Linked DNA regions of Rattus norvegicus: all the other regions are linked to region 1. Evidence: chromatin contacts called from public Hi-C data. All regions are on one chromosome and are shown on one strand. Each heading gives the region's core, a stretch centred on a gene start, on an enhancer-like site or on the middle of the called end of the contact. The rest is flanking DNA. Distances are from core to core; before and after follow the strand shown.

Evidence for each region. Hi-C and Micro-C count contacts between places; a contact is called where the count stands out from the background.
Region 2: a contact with region 1 is called in a Hi-C map of liver, with 4 times the contacts expected there. The contact joins two enhancer-like sites. A contact is called at or near these places in 11 of 12 Hi-C or Micro-C datasets (the A7r5 cell line, the Rat2 cell line, Schwann cells and 6 more).
Region 3: a contact with region 1 is called in a Hi-C map of liver, with 4 times the contacts expected there. The contact joins two enhancer-like sites. A contact is called at or near these places in 1 of 12 Hi-C or Micro-C datasets (liver) and 1 of 1 datasets of contacts at active chromatin or transcription factors (oligodendrocytes).

Annotation. Positions count from the first base shown.
Region 1 is chr5:136,900,927-136,904,636 of GRCr8, forward strand. The region is part of intron 2 of St3gal3 (ST3 beta-galactoside alpha-2,3-sialyltransferase 3); the gene reads right to left. Among named protein-coding and RNA genes, the nearest start is that of St3gal3, 53 kb to the right of the region's middle. Within about 2 kb of position 1,930, at least 4 of the 93 cell types and tissues checked have an H3K27ac peak or open chromatin away from gene starts, as enhancers often do. A contact at or near this core is called in liver, where this site is marked.
Region 2 is chr5:136,664,941-136,668,650 of GRCr8, forward strand. It overlaps Slc6a9 (solute carrier family 6 member 9), which reads left to right. Exons shown (of 14, transcript NM_053818.3): 2 at 2,903-3,019. The coding sequence starts at 2,990. Among named protein-coding and RNA genes, the nearest start is that of Slc6a9, 6.7 kb to the left of the region's middle. Within about 2 kb of position 1,716, at least 6 of the 93 cell types and tissues checked have an H3K27ac peak or open chromatin away from gene starts, as enhancers often do. A contact at or near this core is called in liver, where this site is marked.
Region 3 is chr5:136,682,811-136,686,520 of GRCr8, forward strand. All of the region lies in intron 5 of Slc6a9 (solute carrier family 6 member 9), which reads left to right. It also overlaps a transcript of Ccdc24 not described here. Among named protein-coding and RNA genes, the nearest start is that of Ccdc24, 13 kb to the right of the region's middle. Within about 2 kb of position 1,876, at least 9 of the 93 cell types and tissues checked have an H3K27ac peak or open chromatin away from gene starts, as enhancers often do. A contact at or near this core is called in liver, where this site is marked.

The sequences.
Region 1 (3,710 bases), core at 680-3,179:
AGAAACACACAGATTACCACAATCACCACCACCTCCTCCTACCCCTTCCCCCATTTCCTCCTCCTCCCCTTACCCCCCATTTCTTCTCCTTCCTCCCCCTTAACCCCCATTTCCTCTTCCTCCTCCCCCTTACCCCCATTTCCTCTTTCTCCTCTCCCTTATCCCCCACTTCCTCCTTCTCCCCCTTCTCCCCCATTTCCTCTTCCTCCTCCCCCTTATCCCCCATTTCCTCTTCCTCACAGGTCCCTCAGACAGCACTGGAACTTGAGAAATTTTCTGAGACTCCACTCACCTGGAGCACTTCCCCGAGGTGGGCCACACCACCTGTCACAGCACATCTTTCTCAAAGTCTTCCTCATCTCTGAAAACCCCCTTGTCACTTGTCACTTGGTCCTGTCCTCAGTTCCTTCCTGTACCCTCAGCTATGGATGTACAAGACATGTCAGGCCCCGATGCCTTTCTCCTGTCCTCACCCACTGGAATGAACCTACCTAAATAAGAAGCTGCCCTGGGCACTAATCCCCCTTGACTGACAGGGAAGTAACTGATATGACTTCTGGGCTTCTCTAGTCCCAGAGCTATGTGGGTGGTATCCACCTGAAGCGAGCAAGACGCTGCCAGGGCTGTGTGCACGGATGTTTCCTTGTAACCCAAGATCCCCCGATTGTCATCATGTCACCTGCTGGAGTTGAGGGAAAGAGATTAGCTGGTTCTCACGGTTTCCTCACAAGCTTGGGGCTTCTCAATCTAAAAATAAACACACACACACAAACACAAGCACACCCCTGCAAACCACACACTCAAACACATTCATGCATACACGCACACAACACGAAACTCTTTTGCCTCGTTTTGCCTCCCTGCAGCAAAGGCGTCTTCGGATTAGCTTTGTATCTTTTTTATATTTGTTTTATAGTCTTTCCTTCTATTCCTTCCCTCTGCTATAATTTAGCTCTCCCCCGCCTTTTAATTTCATTTTTATTTTTCCCCCTCTGTCTTTTTAAATGTCCCCAGGTAAGGAAAACAATGAAGTTATGTTGGCAGTGACTTAAGCTTACAGCTTTAAGAAATCTAAAATGTGGTTTTAAAAGTACCTTTGGTTTACCAGCAGTGATAAAAACCAAGCTGCCTTCCAGCTATGAGCCATGTGGTATGACCCATGTGGTATGACCCATGTAGTATGACCCATGTGGTATGACCCATGTTGTATGAACCATGTGGTATGACCCATGTTGTATGAACCATGTGGTATGACCCATGTTGTATGAACCATGTGGTATGAACCATGTGGTATGAACCATGTGGTATGACCCATGTGGTATGAACCATGAGTATGACCCATGTTGTATGACCCATGTGGTATGAACCAGGCAGTATGAACCAGGCAGTATGAACCAGGCAGTATGAACCAGGCAGTATGAACCATGCAGTATTACAGCAGTGAGGGCTACCTGGTCTTCCTGTCTTCCCTCTGCTAGGTGGGACCATGTGAAGCACATGACGGCTAGGCCTGATTCCTAAGCACCCACGTAAAGCTTGTGCCTGGAATCCCAGCACTGGGGAAGCACACACAGGAGGATCCCCAGAGCTGGCAGGCTCCAGGTTCACTGACAGACCTGACTCAAAAACCAAAGGAGAGGACAACCTATGGGTTCCATATGCCTGTGTGTGTGCAAAGGTGTGTGTGTACACACAGGCGCTCCACTCCATCCAAAGCCATCTCTCCTTACACTAGACATGCTCGGGAAATAGTTTATCCCGAGCAGGTTCATGTCCCACAGCTCTATTCCCAACACAGCAGTACTGAGAATCGGGCGGTGGGGCAGTTCAAGAGGTAGAGCCTATGGGGTGGCATTTAGGTTTTAAGAGTACCGTGCTCTCGAGGGGTTAATGCTTGTCAAAGAGAGCATGTTGTAATAATGCAAATCTGGGAGCCCAGAGTGTTGAGTAACACCTCGATCCCAGCACTCAGGAGGCAAGGCAGGCAGAGCTCTGTGAACTAAGGCCAGCTTGGGTCATCTGTCCAGTTCAAAGTCATCTCTCACTCGGTAGTCATGGACAACCTTGAACTTCTGCTCTTCCTGCCTCCTGACCCCCCAACCTGGTTTATTTGTTGCTGGAGACTGAATACAGGGTTTCGTACATGCTCGGTGGGCACTCTCTGAGCCACATCCCTGAAAACTAGGACCCTACATTAAACATTTTGTCATAGAAATGCAAATGGGTTAGACACGTGTTCCGAATTCCTCTTTCAAGTGACTTGGACACCGTGGCAGAGCTACAGGACACTGCAGGATGCTACTCAGATGCCCCATGAGAAACAAGATGTGCTCACCAGCTGCTGTGATCATGGCAGCCAGAAATCTCCCAACTGTCAGCACTCTGGACTGAAGGCCACGGTCGGCATTGAGGTCATGTCCCCTCTCTGGGGCACCCCTGAGCCTGTGAATAGTGGTGACCAAGGAACTATAAAAGCAAACTCCCTTCCCTCCAATTCAAAAGGACCAGCTCAACTCCTGTCTCCACGGGTACAGTGAGATCGTTACTGAGAATGGACCGTATCATGACTTCTTATGTGAGTGTCCCTTGCATTCCTCCGCCTCCCCCAGGAGCTGCTCCCACAACCTCGTCCTAGTGAGCTTATCCCACACTGAATTTTATCTCAGAGTGTGCTTCTCTCAACAACACCATCCTGCCCAACTGCCTCACATGAGCACTGACAAAAAGAGTCACAATCGAGAAGCCAGTAGTGGTGCAGGCCTTTAATCTCAGCGCCCCAGAGGAAGAGACAGGTGGAACTCTGTGAGTTTGAGGGCAGCCTGATCTACATAGCCAGTTCTAGGACAGCCAGGGCTACATAGAGAGACTCTGTATCCAATAAAATCCAACCAAACAAACAACAAACAAAAATAACCCACTAACAATCTACTACCCATCTCTGATGATAACTGATATTATTTTAATTATGGAACATCTATTTTAAAGTGCTTTGACATTAATGTATATATTGCGTGTGTTTATGTATGTGTGGGTAAAAGTGCACATGGAGATCAGAGGACAACTTGCTGGAGCCGGTTCTTGTTTCCACTAAGTGTGTTTCAGGGATCGTGTGTGGGATGCAGGCTTGTGACAAGTGTCCTTCCCCACTGAGCCTGTAATCAGCTATTTCGAATGCTCGCCATGGCGTAGTGCTAAGAGGTTTACTTAGATTATCTCACTGATAATCTTAGGTTCAAAGAGTAAGAACATAAGTGGCCCAAAGCTGCAGAGCCAGGACTCAGTGTCAGGTGGGGAGGCTCTGAAGCCTCGGTGCTCACGTGCTAGCCTGTTGCAGCATCCCTAACTTCTCCCATACTGCTCTGTAAGCCACTGGGCAACCTGTAAGAGAGGAGGGAAGGTGATGGGCACCTATATGTGACTCGGAAACCCGCTCCTTCCCTTCTCACCCCTCTGCTACCTCTGAGGATGGCTCACACAGTGTCCTGACCGCTAGGTGCACGCACACAGTTTAACTGAAGAACTGTAAGCAGCTGGACTTGGCCAAAAGCCATCCTAAGTCAGTGCTGTAGCGATCAAAGGGCTCTGCTGCCCTCTTGTGGCTCAGGCCAACTGCTACTCTGAGCTGCTCCAGTACAGAGCTGAAATTCCATATAAAGGCACTTGGCCACCAGACACAAATCAGTAGGAGGTCACTCTGATTGGCTCAAAGT
Region 2 (3,710 bases), core at 466-2,965, 240 kb before region 1:
GTCGGTGTTACTCCATGTCTGGGTTGGAGCAGGTCTGGGTATTCCAGCTCCTCGGCACCTGGTGGGGTGTCTGGCGTAATGTAGGCATTTGATGGGTACATTTCCCCCCTCTCCACTGCTGTGGCTCCAACCCAGGGTCCCAGCATGCTGATCAAGCTCCTCCACTGACCTCTACCCCTGGTTCTCCACTGATTCCTTTTGAATATCCAGATGTTCACACTGATGGGGCCATTCCCTGGAAATGGTAAAGGCAGGAAAAGCAACAGAGCCTCATACCCCCTCGTTCTTCTGCTATAGATGTAAGTGGTCTTAGCCTTGCTGGTGCCCAAGCCCCCAGAGGGCAGGAACTGTTCTACAGTTGGTCCACTGACTGCCTGGGTGTGATGTGTGGTGTAACAGTTCAATCAAGCTTTCCAGGCTAGCTGTTGGCCTCTCTGAGTCTCCTCAACTGTAAGCCTCAGAGTAGCCCGGTGAGAAGACTCTGTGGATGCAGAGCGAGGACATTCTCAGTTTACCGAGCTGCCCAGAGGACATGACTTCCAGCCCAGGAGGCGGATCATAACAATATCGTCCCCCACCCCTGCTCCCATCTTTGTCATTATTGGTCCTTGGTAAAAAGGCAACTTTGGGAAGTCAAGTCTACTTGCCAAAGGGTTGAGTGATTGAAGAACTCAAAAGTATGATTGCCTTTTGAGGGGCATAGCCCTCTTGTAACTGCCACCAAAACACCAAAGCCGCGAGCATGGCTTCTTTAAGTGAATACCTTTGAGAGGGGGAATCCAGCCCTAGGCACTGGATGCTTACTTCCCCCTCATCCCTGCCCAGAGAAGAGGAAACCAAGCCAGGGCAACAAAGGACCTAATGAATCAAGGGCTGATTTGTATAAATAAACAGCGGCCTACCTTTCCTCGGGACTTCTGTGACTTCCTGTGGGCAAGAGGTGGCCTTTGACAGGTGGCTATTGGTGAGCAAGTGACTCTGAATAGACTTAGTGGCAGAGCCACATCTTCCTGGGACCCGGCCCAGTGAGAGTTGAACCACCTAGTCCACCTAACCCCAGGTTTTCCTCCCACGACTCTTTTGAGAACTCTTCAAGGCTCTCTAAAGGTTGATCCTTCTGAAAAGTATTCTGTCCACATCTGGCATTGCTGGTGTGAGCTTCCCCATGCGGCTCGCACCTCCTGTTTTCCCTTCCTCCTCTCCAGCTCACCTGCCCACCACATGGCCCTTAGATGCTTCCTGTACACCCCACCCCCACCCCCACCCCCGTTGGCAAGAACCTCATTCCAGGACCTCTGATGCACCAAGTCCCCTTCAGTTTAGCTCAGCTTGTACTTGCTAGCTGACCACTGTGCCAGGACCTAGGCCCAGAAGAGTAAAGGAAACTCAGTTCCAAGCCCTCAGGTAACCACTGACTCAGGGCTGATAGGCTTCTGACCCAATGTATGTACCTCGAGGTGATAAGGACCTAGTAAAGATTTGTACAAACCAGAAAGGAAGATGTGTGCTCATTCTGCTGGAGAAGTGTTGGGAGGGCCACGGGAAGGAGATGGCATTCAGGCCTCGTGATAAAAGACTCGCAAAGTGCCATTGGATAGCCGTGTTGTAAAGGCAGGAGGTGTGACTACATCTGGTGTGTCCTGTATGACCAGTGACACGGCCAAAAGCCCAGCCACCCTCGAGCCCAAGCTGAGTGGCAGGCACTAGGGTTGGAGGCAGGCATCGCGCTTGCCACTGATCCAAGCTGAACGCCCACTCTGCTTCCTGGGGAAAGGTTGCAGTCACTCACAGATGATGAGGGACTTGGACCCCATCCCAGTTCTGTGTTCATTTTTTTTTTTTTTTATCTTTTATAGGATTGGGCATCTGGAGAGTCAAAAATAGACCTTTGCCCATTGGGACAGGAAGCCTGGAGAATAAGGGACCTGGGGGGAGGGCTGAGAAGGCAGTGAGGCAAGGGCTGAACCCCAGGGTCATTCAGAAGGGAGCTGGATCAGGAATGGCCTGGCAGAGCGAGTGGGTACAGAGAGAGGGACATTGGGTTCTTCTAGCTGGTGGTGTGGGCTCCATATCCTAAGAGTGTTACATTAGAATCTAACCTCCGCTCTGACCACAATATCTGCAGAGGCTTCCTCTCACAGATACCACAGGTTTATGGTGGAATACTGTGAACCCCTAGCTAACAGAGATCCTGGCCGGTTCTCACCTGGGAAGTCCACGCTGGACCTCGGTGTCTATCATATTCCTGTCCCCATTGCCTGCCTCCTGCCTGGGAATGGCTTGGGCTGTGAAACCAACCCCATGCTCAGAAAAGTTAAGAAGTGACTTCCGCTTCCGCCATGTGGTGTCTTTAGAGATCCTTGTTCCACCTCTCTCTGGTGCTGGCACCTGAATTGTCTTCAGAGGCCCCACCATGCCCTTCTATGCATCTGTCTGTGGCATTAGTGACTTTTCTATTGTCTGTTTTTGTTTTTATATTTGTTTTGTCAAGGGCTTCTCTACTTAGCCCTGGCAGTCTTGGAATTCACTCTGTAGACCAGGCTCACCTTGAACTCCCAGAGATCTGCCTGCCTCTGTGTCTGAAGTGCTGGGTTTAAAGGTGTGCGCCAGGGGCTGGGGATTTGGCTCAGTGGTAGAGCGCTTGCCTAGTAAGCGCAAGGCCCTGGGTTCGGTTCTCAGCTCCGGAAAAAAAAAAAAAGGAAAAAAAAGTGCTTGGTTAAAGGTGTGCGCCACCCCCACCCGGCTTAGGAGAATTTTTCTAATAAACTTCTTAGTCTCCAGTGAACCCCCTCAGCCCTACTTACCCCCTCCTCCCAAAACAAAACAGAACCTTTTACATTCTACTGGTTCTGGAAAGCCCAGAGGGCATGCCTGGTCTCACCTCACTCTGTTTTCCCCACAGCTCTTGAGGCCTCTTGTCTGAGAGGCACTGAACGCAGGAGTCTGCAGGTGTGGTCCAGATCTCCAGATCCCCCAACCCACTGCCACCATGGTAGGAAAAGGTGCCAAAGGGATGCTGGTAAGTACAGGGGCCAGACTTTAGGGAGGAGGGGGTACTATAAACGATGCCCTGGGAGACCTCCTGCCAGCTGCCTGCCTTGACACGGGGGCCTCAGAGGTACTACAGGGCCAGAGTTGGCACTACTAGGGCTCCCAAGTGCCAGGGCTGCCCCAGGCCCGGGCAGGCAGCCCCTCACCCAGCAGGTTAGACAGCACTGGGCTCCAAGCCTGCAACTGGACAGGTTCTACCACAGACCCAGCAAAGGTCTGCCAAGGAGCAGAGGCCATTTAGCCCATCCTGGTCCTAAGAGGTACTCTAGAGTAGACACTGGGTGTCCTGCCCAGAGGACAGTAAGACACTTATGATTGTACCACACGCCCACTCAACGTTGGGCATGCTCAGACCCCATCCAGTTTTCCCCACTTGTCTGTGGCCTTCTCATCGCAGGATGTAACAGAAGTCCTCCAAAGTTTCTCAGGTAATTTCATTCCTCTGTGTCCCCTGCCACAGCCTTTCCTTTGCTCTTGACCTTAGAGCTCAAGAAAGGGTTAAGTCCCTCCACACCCTCACCTTCTTGAGATAGAGTTTCACTGTCCCCAGACTCTCTCTGTGGATGGGAGCTGCCTGCTTCTGCCGCCCAAATGCTAGGAATAAAGAGAGGTTCTGATTCTTTCTCCAGCCCTGTTCAGGACCTCACCAGTCCCAGATT
Region 3 (3,710 bases), core at 626-3,125, 220 kb before region 1:
GCATCTGCTGTAATCTGTGTGCCCGTGCCAGGTATAAAATGGTTCTGAGCCTCTGCCCCAAGAAAGCATAGTCTGTGGGGAAACAGTTGAGTATATTAGGAGTGGGTGCCCTGGCACTGAGGTGGTGGTGACTTCTGAGAGATGGAGACACGGGGAGCTGATGACAACTGCCCAGACATGGGAGAGAAGGGTTAGGAGGAATTAGGAGGAATTCACGAGTAGGTAGGCAGAGGCCACAAGGAGGCAATTTGAGGCTGGGATTGCGAACAGATGGGACGCTGAGAAAAGAGACAAGAAGGGCATCTGTCACATGGCACCAGCTTCTACGGCAGCCTAAAGGCTTGGTGCTCTCTCTGCTATGTGATGGGAGGCCAAAGGAGAGGTGCACATGGCCCTGGGCACACTGTAGTTGTAGCAGGTCCTCTAAGTCCAGTCCTGAAAGTGCAAATCCCACTCAGTTGTGGGATGGGCCACTCCCCGAGAGGAGATAGGGAAGAGAGGGAGACAGAACTCACACCCAGTCAGATGAACACAGGGGGTGTGCTGCACACTGGGCAGCTTGACCAGGACCGAAAGGCAGAAGATGGACATCCCTGGACCTCCCCAAAGCACAAATCCTGCATTCCAGTCTTAGCCCAGGCAGATGCTACAGTGTTGCCTACCTCTGGGGCAAAGCTCCGGAGACTTTAGCCAGTGAAGTCAGTGGGGAATAGCTCTCAGAGAATCTCCCTAGGGAGGCAGGCATACTGAGGGGACAGCTGGGCCCTGCTCTGCACCTGGGGCTGGCTGGGCCAGGCCTACCTAACTAGCTTAGTTCCTACCCCCAGTGGCTCCCTGCTGCCACCTCCTGGAGAGCCTGGAAAGACATTCTTCCTCCCTCCCCTGCCAACTCCCTACACACACACACACACACACACACACACACACACACACACACACACTCTGGTGATTGAACATTGTCCCATGCCCACGCACACACACACACACACACACACACACACACACTCTGGTGATTGAACATTGTCCCATGCCCACGTCCATGCATGCTAGGCAAATGCCTTACCCCGCCATGCACGCTAGGCAAATGCCTTATCCCGCAGCTTATCCTGAGCCTTCTCTTTACATTTTCATTTTGAACTTGTGATCCTCCTGCCCAAGCTCTAGAGTAGCTAGGATTGTAGGCCTGCATCAACAGGTCTGGCTGAGAAATGGTCCTTAAGAGAGCAGTGCGGTCGGAAGGAGCCATTGGGCAGAAGATTTGGCTAGCCCGTCTACAGCCCGCCCTGTGTTGGATTCCCTAGCACCAGAGGAGAATAAAGCTGCCCAGGCATCACTGATTAGAGGAGGAAGGGCGCACTGGTCACCCACCTACTAGATAATTCTCATTAAGACTTGTTAGCTCTGTTTTCAGATTTATAGACTGACATCTGAGGTTAAGAAACCAAATAGTTGTGAAGGTGGCTGGGCTGCGTGCACCAGGCCCGCCCTGGCTCTGCCTTGTTCTGTCCTAGGCCAGTGGTGCTCTGCCAGTGTTCCTAGTCCAAGGTGTTCCTTTGAAAAGTGGCCTGATGTACTTCGCAGTTTATGAATGAAGACAGCAGGCTACAAGAAAGAGGATGGCTGGGGTGTGGCTCCTTGGTAGAGCTTGCCTAGTGCTTGAGGTCCCAGGTTTGATCTCCAGCACCTGAACAAAAATAGACAGACAGACAAACAGACAGTCTTTAAAGCGAGAGCATCTAGAAAGTCAGGTTTCCAGCCATTCCCCCTGCTTACCCTTCTTGCCCTCTCCCCAGACTTGCTTTACACTCTTCTGTGCTCGACTGAGTCTAAGCTCATGACCAGCCTCCACAGCCTCTGTGGCAGCCAGCAGCACCCGACACAGTGGACTCTGATCCCAGCCCCACCCTCACCTACCCTGGTATCTCATGCCAACTTCATAGTTGCGCTGACACCCCAAGTCCTGAGTCTGCCACTGGCCCACTGTATGTTTATGGGAGACACCAAGTCTCCCTGAAAAGTCTCGGGTGTTTGCCCCTCAGATTTGGATGGCTACACTCCTTCCCTCATTGCTGCCAAGGTGAAATGTGCTAACATGGCATAAAAAACAGATCAGCAGCAGCAATGGCTCAAGGGGCCAGATCTGTGGAGAAGCAGATGAGGGGGTCTCTCTCCCCGAGCCAGTTACTGTCCACTCAAGGGAACAACCGCTACATATTTCCAGATGTTGGGAGTTAAGGAGTTAAGGGTTTTGTTTGGTTGGTTTTGGTTTTGACATAAGGTCTTATAGAGCCCTGGCTGCTCCGAACTCCTTATGTAGAACCAGGCTAGCTTTGAACTCACAGAGATTCTCTTGCCTCTCTGCCTCCTAAATGCTGAGATTAAAGTCCCCCCCCCCTTTTTTTTTTGGAGAATTTCTTTTTCGAGACTCATATCTGGAGAAGCGTCAAGCAGGAAAAGAGGTGACTGTGGTGGCATGCCTGGAATCTCAGCTAGTGGGAGGCTGAGGCGGGAGGGTCATAAATTTAAAAGCCAACCTGTGCTAGCTAGTAGACCTAGTCTCGGTAAAGAAAAGGAGGATGGGGGTGGGGGAGGCAAAATGATTCTTGAGAGGGCATGCATCGAGAGCCAGCTTATAAATAAGTCACGTTCCAAGCGCTCTGAGGTTAATTGTTTGATCTCAAAAGCACATGGTCCCAAGGAAAACAAGAACTAAATGTGGTACAACCTAAAATAAAAGCCAGAATTCATTCCTCGGTTCCCAGGCTAACCATCTTAGCTCTGCGGTCCCAGTACAGTAATGCTGTGCTTGTGCAATAAAAATAACATCAAATACTGCCATTTTAGCGTGTGTTCTTAGGCAGAGTTTGTTTTTTAAATTCTTTAAGTGAAAAGGGTTTTCTTGACTTGAATGTTGGCACTTGGGAAAGGTGATTCAGTAGAAGCAGAGGGAGCCTGCAGTTATTCTGAAGGTCTCACCTCACCAGCACTGGTGTCTAACATAGGAACACCTAGGCAGGCCTGGCCTACATTGCCAGGAGCCCTAGTCCACTGCCTTCAGCTATGAATGGCCTTGCCCAGTAATATTGTTTCCCGTGTGTGCTATGGAGAGGGAAAGGGCAGGAAAGCAAAGTCAATGTGACCCTATGGCTCCTGGACTTCACCCCTCTGCCTGCTGATTCCTGTGTGACTGAGCACGGAGAGGGTCACGTCAGCCTCAGATATTGACAGTTGGGAGAATTGGGCAGAGAGGGGAGGAGCCAGACAGCGCCTTCTACAGGCCATGCTGTTAAGGGTGGGCTGGGAGGAAGATAGGAAGCCAAAAGGAAGACAGGTTAAGTACACTTGGGTGGTCAGGCAGGCAGGTCAGGCAAACACCAAGTTCCAGCTCTAACGTCGTTCCCTGAAGATCCACAGTTATTAAACACACCTGCATGAGGTTTGAGAGCTGATGTGGACATACCAAAAGATGCTGAGTGGGGGGGGGGGGGGAGAGGGCGGGAGGAGTCTCCAAATGGGACCTTTACATAGGAAAGAAAGGAGCCTGTTTTACATAGTTATTCCCCAAGTCCCGGGCTGGAGTTGTGATCCTATTTGCAGATGAAGAAACTGAGGCCGGAGAGTATCTTCCTTGCCTCCTTCTCACTCTTATCCTCGAACATTTATGGGTCTCCCTCCTTTCTGCCTCCCAACCCATTTGCCACAGTGTCCAC